2 separate regions of the Pan troglodytes genome follow, and region 1 is linked to region 2. Evidence: chromatin contacts called from public HiChIP or PLAC-seq data. All regions are on one chromosome and are shown on one strand. Each heading gives the region's core, a stretch centred on a gene start, on an enhancer-like site or on the middle of the called end of the contact. The rest is flanking DNA. Distances are from core to core; before and after follow the strand shown.

Evidence for each region. HiChIP or PLAC-seq counts read pairs in DNA pulled down with a chosen protein or histone mark.
Region 1: an H3K4me3 HiChIP or PLAC-seq map of stem cell-derived excitatory neurons shows a contact between it and region 2, with 5 times the contacts expected there. The contact joins the promoter of NLN here to the promoter of SREK1 in region 2. A contact is called at or near these places in 1 of 7 Hi-C or Micro-C datasets (stem cell-derived neural progenitor cells) and 1 of 1 datasets of contacts at active chromatin or transcription factors (stem cell-derived excitatory neurons).

The regions. Positions count from the first base shown.
Region 1 is chr4:48,913,064-48,917,130 of NHGRI_mPanTro3-v2.0_pri, forward strand. NLN (neurolysin) reads right to left here and starts at 2,619. Exons shown (of 13, transcript XM_001163138.8): 1 at 2,370-2,619. The coding sequence starts at 2,410. It overlaps SGTB (small glutamine rich tetratricopeptide repeat co-chaperone beta), which reads left to right and starts at 2,611. Exons shown (of 11, transcript XM_526906.9): 1 at 2,611-2,867; 2 at 3,974-4,067. The coding sequence starts at 3,996.
Region 2 is chr4:48,499,692-48,503,867 of NHGRI_mPanTro3-v2.0_pri, forward strand. SREK1 (splicing regulatory glutamic acid and lysine rich protein 1) reads right to left here and starts at 2,003. Exons shown (of 12, transcript XM_009449070.5): 1 at 1,175-2,003. The coding sequence starts at 1,335.

The DNA of each region.
Region 1 (4,067 bases), core at 1,369-3,868, 410 kb after region 2:
CCACTCCTAGGATAACTGTTATCAAAACCAGGAAATAAGTGCTGATGATGATGTGGAGAAATTGGAATCCTTAGGTACTGCCAATGGGAATGTAAAAATGGTACAGCCACTGAAGAAAACAGTATGGTTTCAAAAACGAAACATAGTACTATCCTATGACTCAGCAATTTTCACTTCTAGGTACATACAGTATCCCAAAGAATTAAAAGCAGGGATTCAAACAGACATGTGCACATTAATGATCATAGTAGTAGTATTCACAATAGCCAAAAGGTGGAAGCAACCCAAATGTCCACTGACAAATGGATAAACAAAATGTGGTATATACATACAATGAAATATTATTCAGTTTTAAAAAGGAAATCCCGACACATGCTTCAAAACGAATAAACCTTAAAAACGCTATACTAAATAAACCAGACGCAAAAGGACAAATATTGTCTAATTCCACTTATATAAGAGACCTGAAATACTCAAATTCATTGAGAAAAAATAATGGTTAACCAGGGATTGGGGGAGGAAGTAATGGGCAGTTATTGTGTAATAGGTACAGGGTTTCAGTTTGGGATGATGACAAGTTCTGGAGATGGACAGTGGTGTTGGCTGTACCTCTCAATTGTACACTTAAAAATTATCAAAATGGTAAATTTTGTTATATCTTACCACAATTTTTTAAAAAAAGGGAAAAAAACCCACAATGTTAATCTTCTCACTGATTGGGGGGCGGGGGGGTTGGTTTGGAAAACAGTTATTTTTCATTAAAATCATTATTTGTGCACGTAGCCTATTTATTAGTTTTGTAAATTAACAACTACTTTAAATTTTTTCCAGCTTTAATGTCTAATATGGTAAATATAGACAGATATACCATACAAACAGAAGCTCTTAGGTCCACGGTAATTTTTGAAAGGTAAAGGGGTCCTGAGAATAAAAAGTTTGAGAATTGTTCTTTTTTTTTTTTTTTTTTTTGAGACGGAGTCTTGCTCTGTCGCCCAGGCTAGAGTACAGTGGTGCAATCTCGGCTCACTGCAAGCTTCGCCTCCCGGGTTCATGCCATTCTCCTGCCTCAGCCTCCCGAGTAGCTGGGACTACAGGCGCCCGCCACCACGCCTGGCTAATTTTTTGTATTTTTTAGTAGAGACGGGGTTTCACCGTGTTAGCCAGGATGGTCTCGATCTCCTGACCTCGTGATCCACCCGCCTCGGCCTCCCAAAGTGCTGGGATTACAGGCGTGAGCCACAGCGCCCGGCCGAGAATTGCTCTTATATGAAGATTTATTCCCTCCTCTCACCCCTGCATTATGTGAAGTCTTCATTTCTTGGTATAACTTCATTTGACAGCTATATCGATTGCAGCCTGGAGACTAGCAAAAAACGACAGGCTGAAATATGGTCACCAATCACCACATTAACTCTTTGTAATTAACCACTGTCGCCTGCCTGCTCCCTAACTCTACGGACTGAGCAACACAAAGCTCCATCCACACAGACGAGTGGCAATGTGCAAAAGGGAACTGTAGAAAGCTTAAATGCTGACATGTTACAAAGTAGTTTTGTTGATAGCTAGCAAGAAGCACACATTTTCTTTATTCTGTTGAATCTTCATTTGGATTTACAGTTCTGGGCAGATTTGGAAACGGGGATGGTGGCGGCATTGTTTCCGAAAACCAGTGCATCCGTGCAAAGAATTTAATTCCCTCACCATCTTGCTACTGGTCTGTTGCAGTGGGGTGTGGTTAGAGGGCTAGGAAGCAATCCAAAACAGCAGCTCAGGCTGCCCAAAGCCGTGTCCAAGCGATCATTTTCTCCATTTTGGGCCAAGTCAATTTGCACCGGCAAGAGGCAGAATGTTTGTTTTATGGGGAGGAGGAAAATAAAAAAGGAAGTCAGAGAGCATGGACGGAAACAAGCAACACCACCAAAGAGGTTTCATCTCGGGTGGATGTTAAACGATTGGAATGCTAATAATGGGCGCGAGGAGCAAACACAATTGCTCTGAGTCCACAGCTGCGGCACTTTTAATGACAGGTCTGTAGTTCTGCATTGGGATTGAACGTGAAATGATTTTCTTATCCAAACTATTTGCATTCATTTTGGGCCGCGTCTGTGACCAGCCTCGCTGACTGCGGCTGAGGCAGTCCCAAACAAAGAGGAATGGACGTCCTCCCGAGGGAGCGGAGGCGGTAAAGGTGGCCCCAGGTGGCCGCGCCAGGTGTCCCCCAGGGGTCCACCTTGCAAGCCGCGGGGAGGGTGCGTCCCAGGAGCGTCGGAGAGGCGCGGTCGGGAAGGGCTGGGTCCGGGCTCCAGGCACCACACGGCGAAAGACCCCGCCCTGCCCACGGCCAAGGTTAACCCGCGCGCTGGAGGTACCTGCGGAGGCTTCGCACAGCCAAAAGGCACCGGGCGATCATGGGAGCGCTGACAGGCTGGCGGCGGCGGGCGCGTGGTCCTTCGGCGTGGGGCGGCGAGGCGGGCGGCAGCGCCTGGGCGCCCGGAAGTCTCCAGCCGGCCTAGCCGCAGAGGCCACAGTGGCTGCCTGGCCAGCGCCCTCCCACGTGCGGCAGCTCCACGCCGGCGCCTACCAGCCCCGCCCCGCGCCGTGCCCCGCCCCAGCCCGCGCGTCTGGCCCCGCCCCAGCCCTCGCGTCCGGCCCCGCCCCAGGGGCGGTGCTGGCCAGACCCTGCCGCCTGAGAGAGAGCACAGCCTGGTGGGTTCTGGGGTCGACGGCCTGGGGGCCGGGGAAGTTTGCGCCGCCGCGACCAGTGCTGCGATCCCGAGCCGGGCTCCAGCCCCGAGGACCAGGGGTCGGGCGGGCCTGCCTACGGAACCCCGCGGGCCAGCAGCAGTCGTCTCGCGTCCTCCTGCTTGGTAAGGGGGCTTCTGTCTGGCAAGGGTGCGCCTCCCGCCGCTCCGGACCGAGGCCCGCACCGGCACCCGCTGCACACCGGGCAGGGCCGAGGCGAGGCCGGGTACCTGAGGGAGGATGGAAGGGAGGGGGAGCTCGATGCGCTCTGGGGAGAGGAAAGGGGAGAAGCCTGGACTAGGCTGGGCATCTCTTTCCCTCTTCTCACCCCTTTTCCCCCCATTCTGTTTTTACCTTCTGCCCTGGGGACTTATTTAGTGCTTATGACCCCGTGGCCTAGAGGCTGACATCGCCTTTAAAATAACTACACAAATAATAAACATTATAGCGGCGGGTACCACACCCTGGCTTTGAATTAGGGAACCTGGGGAGCAGATGGATGATGCGATTTGGTGGAAATCAGCCATGAATGCCGCCTGGCCCTGCGCCACTGTTTGGATGCGATAGTATTCCATGTGAATGAACATGACCGGGAGCTTCCAGCTTGTCCACGAGAGCACAGCCTCTGCAGGGAGCGCCGGTCGGCTTGTAGTATCCATCGACTTGGCCAGCGATTTCCTGACATGTCTGCTGATTAAATAGAAATGCCGTTTTTATTAAGAACGACACTCACCAGTTGAATAACCTTTCGCGAATGTGTTTCCTCATCAAATAACTCTCAACGTACAAAAGTGGGTAGAGTGTACATTATTAATACTTTTTTTAGATCCCATGAAAGAGAGGAAGATGCTTGGTATAGATCAGCTTTTAGTCAGCAGTATGAAATGCCTCTCAACTTAGTACTGAGGCCTTTAGGGGATTTCTGTATGGTGAGATATGCAGTGACAGTCTAAGCTTATGCTGTACATGTTTTGAAGACATTTTTACTTATTCCAAGATTTAACATACTCGTATACCACTGGGTATTAATGAAAATATGTAATAAATTACCTTCACAATACTTTGTGCTCTCCTGACTCTTTACAAAGAGAAAAGATGAAAGGTCATACAGTTTTGTGTTTTGTTTTTACCTTTAATACAGTTTATAACCCATATCATCTTTGTAATTTATGACTTTCCTGACTGATTCTTTAAAATAACTTAGTTCAGTGTTTTCATTTTTCTTATCAAGGAAAAGTGTTTAAGCTTCTAAAATGTCATCTATCAAGCACCTGGTTTATGCAGTTATTCGTTTCTTACGGGAACAAAGTCAGATGGACACTTAC
Region 2 (4,176 bases), core at 753-3,252:
AAAAATAGACAAAATGCTCGTAAAAGGAACATGGATGTTCAATGTATTACTCTTTCAACTTTTCTGTATGCATGAAATATTCCAAAACAAAAAGCAGAGAAGAAAAACTTAAAAAGTAAATTTTAAATATCCACACAACTTTTATATAGTTATGCAACAGCACTGTTATAACCTAAGATAGAAAACTAAAGAAAAATAGGTCTAAATGCATCACTACGAAATAAATCAAAATTTTTTTAAAGAAATAAATCTTGGGTAACAATTACCCCTTCCCTCAAAGGATTTTGATATAATGAACAAAAAACGGAGGATCTTAATACTGTAAGATCTACCATTAAAAAAAAAAAAGTTTGTGTGCAAGAATGTGAACAACCTACAAACCCCTTGCGAGTTTTCTAAATAATATCGTACGAGGGAAATTTTACCATTCCAAAATACACTATCTGGGAAGTGGCCGCGAGCTGTGAATGCCAGCCAAGATCTGGACTTTAAATGTATACGGGAGGGATAACCCTGCACCGACTTACACTTTTTCTGAAAGCTTTGGGACAGTGTGACCTTTCAGGAGGAAAATTTAATCTGCTGTCAAAAGGGCTAACAGACATGATCTTTGGGAACATGGATGCGCTCGGTTAGATAAACCAAGATGCTAAGTTTGTGCGACCGTCCTGGGAAACAAACACAGCCCCAGTTCCATCTTGTCACCAGCAGCAGGCTTTCTCGTCAGCAAAACGGCCTGACACCAAGGCCTTAAAAAACTGGACTGTGGCTCAGGCGCGGTCTCCGCGATTTTCAGAGTGGAAAAACGCTCTGAGACGTTTGCCATGAGGGCTGTTCCGGGCCCACCTGCGGCCATCTTAAGTTCGGGGGGAAATAAGAGGGTGGGTGCACGGAATTCGAAGACCCAGCAGCGAACACAAGTCCCGGAGGCACGGAAAGGGCAACCATTCTAAATCCTTGGTAAGGGCTCCGTGCAGTAGTTAAACCCCCAAATCCGACTAAGGAGAGCAGGACGGCGGAACCCGGGTGCCCTAATCAAATATGGGCACCAAGGTAAGCCCGGGAGATCACGTGACATGCACCGCGCGCCCGCGTCCGCGCTCTCCTCCACGCCTCGGCTCCCGAGGTCTCTATGGCGCCCGCGCCCCTCCCCCAGCCGAGCTCCAGCACTTACTCCGGGGGGTAGAGCCGCAGCTCCTCGATTTCTCCTAGGAAGGAAAAAAGCGTCCGCATCTGCTCGCTGGTCACCGCCGACGACAGATTCGTCACCTGAATCACCGACGTGGGGGTGAGGCCGAAGCCTAAGCCCAAACCGAAGCCGCCGCCGCTGTTCATCCCGATCCCGCTGCCGTTGCCTTCCCGCTCCCCAACGTCTACGACGCGTCAGCGACGGAGCCGGGAAAGCGGAGAATGCGCGTCCGCGAGCGCGCTCCCGCTGGCGAATTCACAGCGCCGGGCAGATCTAGCCGCCCATTTCACAACTCCCCTGCTCCCGGGGCTGCGCGCGCCAGCCGGAAGCGTCGCCCCGGCAACCCGGTGGTTCTCGCGCGGCTGCGGCCTCCAGCTCCCGGGTCCCTGGGGCTGTTGCTGCTCGTTTCACCGCCTGGATTTTTTTCGGTGTTTTTGTTTTCCCCAAAAGTCGATGAGAGTCTTGTGCTCCTGTCTACCCGGTTCCTTCCGGTCTCGGATTGGGAAACCAAGCGGCCTGGCCTACTGGTGCGGGACTGTAAAGGAGGAATGACTCTTGGACAACACGGAAGAACACTTGACCCAACTATAGTGCAGCCTTATCACATACAGGCAGCACCCCAACTCCAACTATTTTTAAAAGTTGGCAGGCGTCCTAATTGTGAAAAAAACAAAATTTTACAAAATGCGTAGGTTCAGGTTGAATTAAGGAAAGAGCCAGTAAGATGAAGGCTGTGCAGGGGTTGTTTATAACCTGTTTTTATTCCCTCGTTCCACAGGTGTTGATGTTTATTGAGTGCTATGTCCCAGGCACTATTAGGCAAGGGCACGTAACAGACAGTTAAAGACAGTTCACATAGAACTTGCAACCTAATGAGAGACAACAGTAGTTGAGTCCATGGCAGCTGCTCCCAAAATGCCCTCCGCAGATCCCTAAGGGTACCGAGACCTTTTCAGTAAAGTTGGCAAGGTCAAAACGATTTTCATAATAATATTAAGAGTTTCTTGACCTTTTTCACTTTGTTGCCATTTGCACTGGTAACGTAAAAGATTAAACTGCTGACACCTTAGCAGCAATCAAGGCAGTGGCGCCAGTCTTGTACTGGTAGTGGCATTTTGTATTCTTCACATCATACAACATTTAAGGTCTTAAAATATGCTAGTTTCACTTTAAAAATGTTCTTCACAAGTAACTAAAAATTGTATTTTTTTTTCAAATCCATCCTTGCTTACACGTCTTTTAAAGAATATGTGTGAAAAAATGGGAACTACTGCCGCTACATGCCCAAGTGAAACGGTTGTCTCCGGAAAAAGCACTAGTGTAATTCTTTGAATTTTCACCTAAAAATACAAATTTTATTACACTTGTATCCACCAACTTGAGCTTGACAGCTTGCCAGTACTTAAAGACTTTTCTAGTAAAAGAAGCATTATATTAACAAATTATTTTTGACTATATTATGAAATATGTCAACATTTTTGTGATCTTTACAACTTAGTGGACACCTATTTTCCAAATGGCCAGTGGGTGCCATTACAAAGGCAAAAAGCCTCTGGTATGTGCAAGATAGATTGATGGATTTCAGTGCTTAATTGATGTGGTTTCAGATTCAGTCCACACTGCAATGAAGGCTAAGAAACTACCACATGTAAGTTTGGTACAGTATCAAAGAATAATATCTAGAACTATCTGGAAAGGCTATAAAGTAGTTTTCCCTTTTCCAACACCTTATCTTTATGAGATCAGATTTCCCTCATATATTTCAACCAAAACATATCACAACAGATCGAATACACAGAAAACTCATGATCACAAAGAAGGAAACGTCAGTCACTGTGGTCTACTTGAGGGTGGAGGGTGGAAGGAGGGAGAGGAGCAGAAAAAATTATTGAGCACTGGGCTTAATACCTGGATGATGAAATAATCCGTACAACAAACCCCCATGACATGAATTTATCTATGTAACAAACCTTCACATGTACCCCTGGACCTACAATAAAAGTTGGAAAAAAATAAAGAATACATAGATAGGAGAATTCAGCTGTCTTCTATTAAAGCAGACATTAAAAAGGTTTGAAAAATGTAAGACAATGCCACTCTTCTCACCAATTTTTTGGAAAAATATTTTATCATAAAAATGCATCATTTTGCCTTCAATCTCGGTTTCTAAGAAAAAAATGCGTCATTTATATTAACATAATGGGCTTATAATTATTTTTAAATGAATCTCAAAATACCAAATTTCTCAGGTTTAATTTATAATGTGGATAGTAATAAAAGCATTTTACAGTCCTTAATAATCTTTAAGAATGTAAAGGGACTCAAGACCAAAATGTTTGAGAATTATTATTACCATAGGGATAAGCATGGGGGAATTCAGAGCACACAGGAGGGCCTCTTAAACTTAGTTCTAATGGCATACTTCCCAGAAGAAATATTGCTTAAGCTGAATATTGAACAAATAGGAATTACCCAGGCAAGGAGGGAAGGAGGAGCAGTGAAGGGCATTCCAGACTGAGCATGTAGAATGTGCAAAGGCAGGGTTAAGGTAAAAGAGAGCTCGAGTGAGGTACAGAAGATTCAAAGTCTATTATTGCTGGGCTAAAAATGACTAGAGATGCATGCAAAGGAATAAGCCTTTATGAAGGGTATTATTTGTCACGGTAGAGGTTACTTTATCATAAGCTGGGAGCCACTGAAGACCTCGGAGCTGAAGAGTGACCCTGATCAGATTCATGTTCTAAAATGACTGGCTATGTGCGGTGGCATATGCCTGTAATCCCAGGATTTGGGGAGAGTAGGGCAGGAGGATTGCTTGAGCCCAGAAGTTTAAGACCAGCCTGGGCAACATGGAGAGACCCCGTTTCTACCAAACAATAACAACAAAAAAGTAGCCAGGCATGGTGGTGCATGCTTGTAGTCCCAGCTACTGGGGAGGCTGAGACGGGAGGACTGCTTGAGCCTGGGGGTTTGAGGCTACAGTGAAA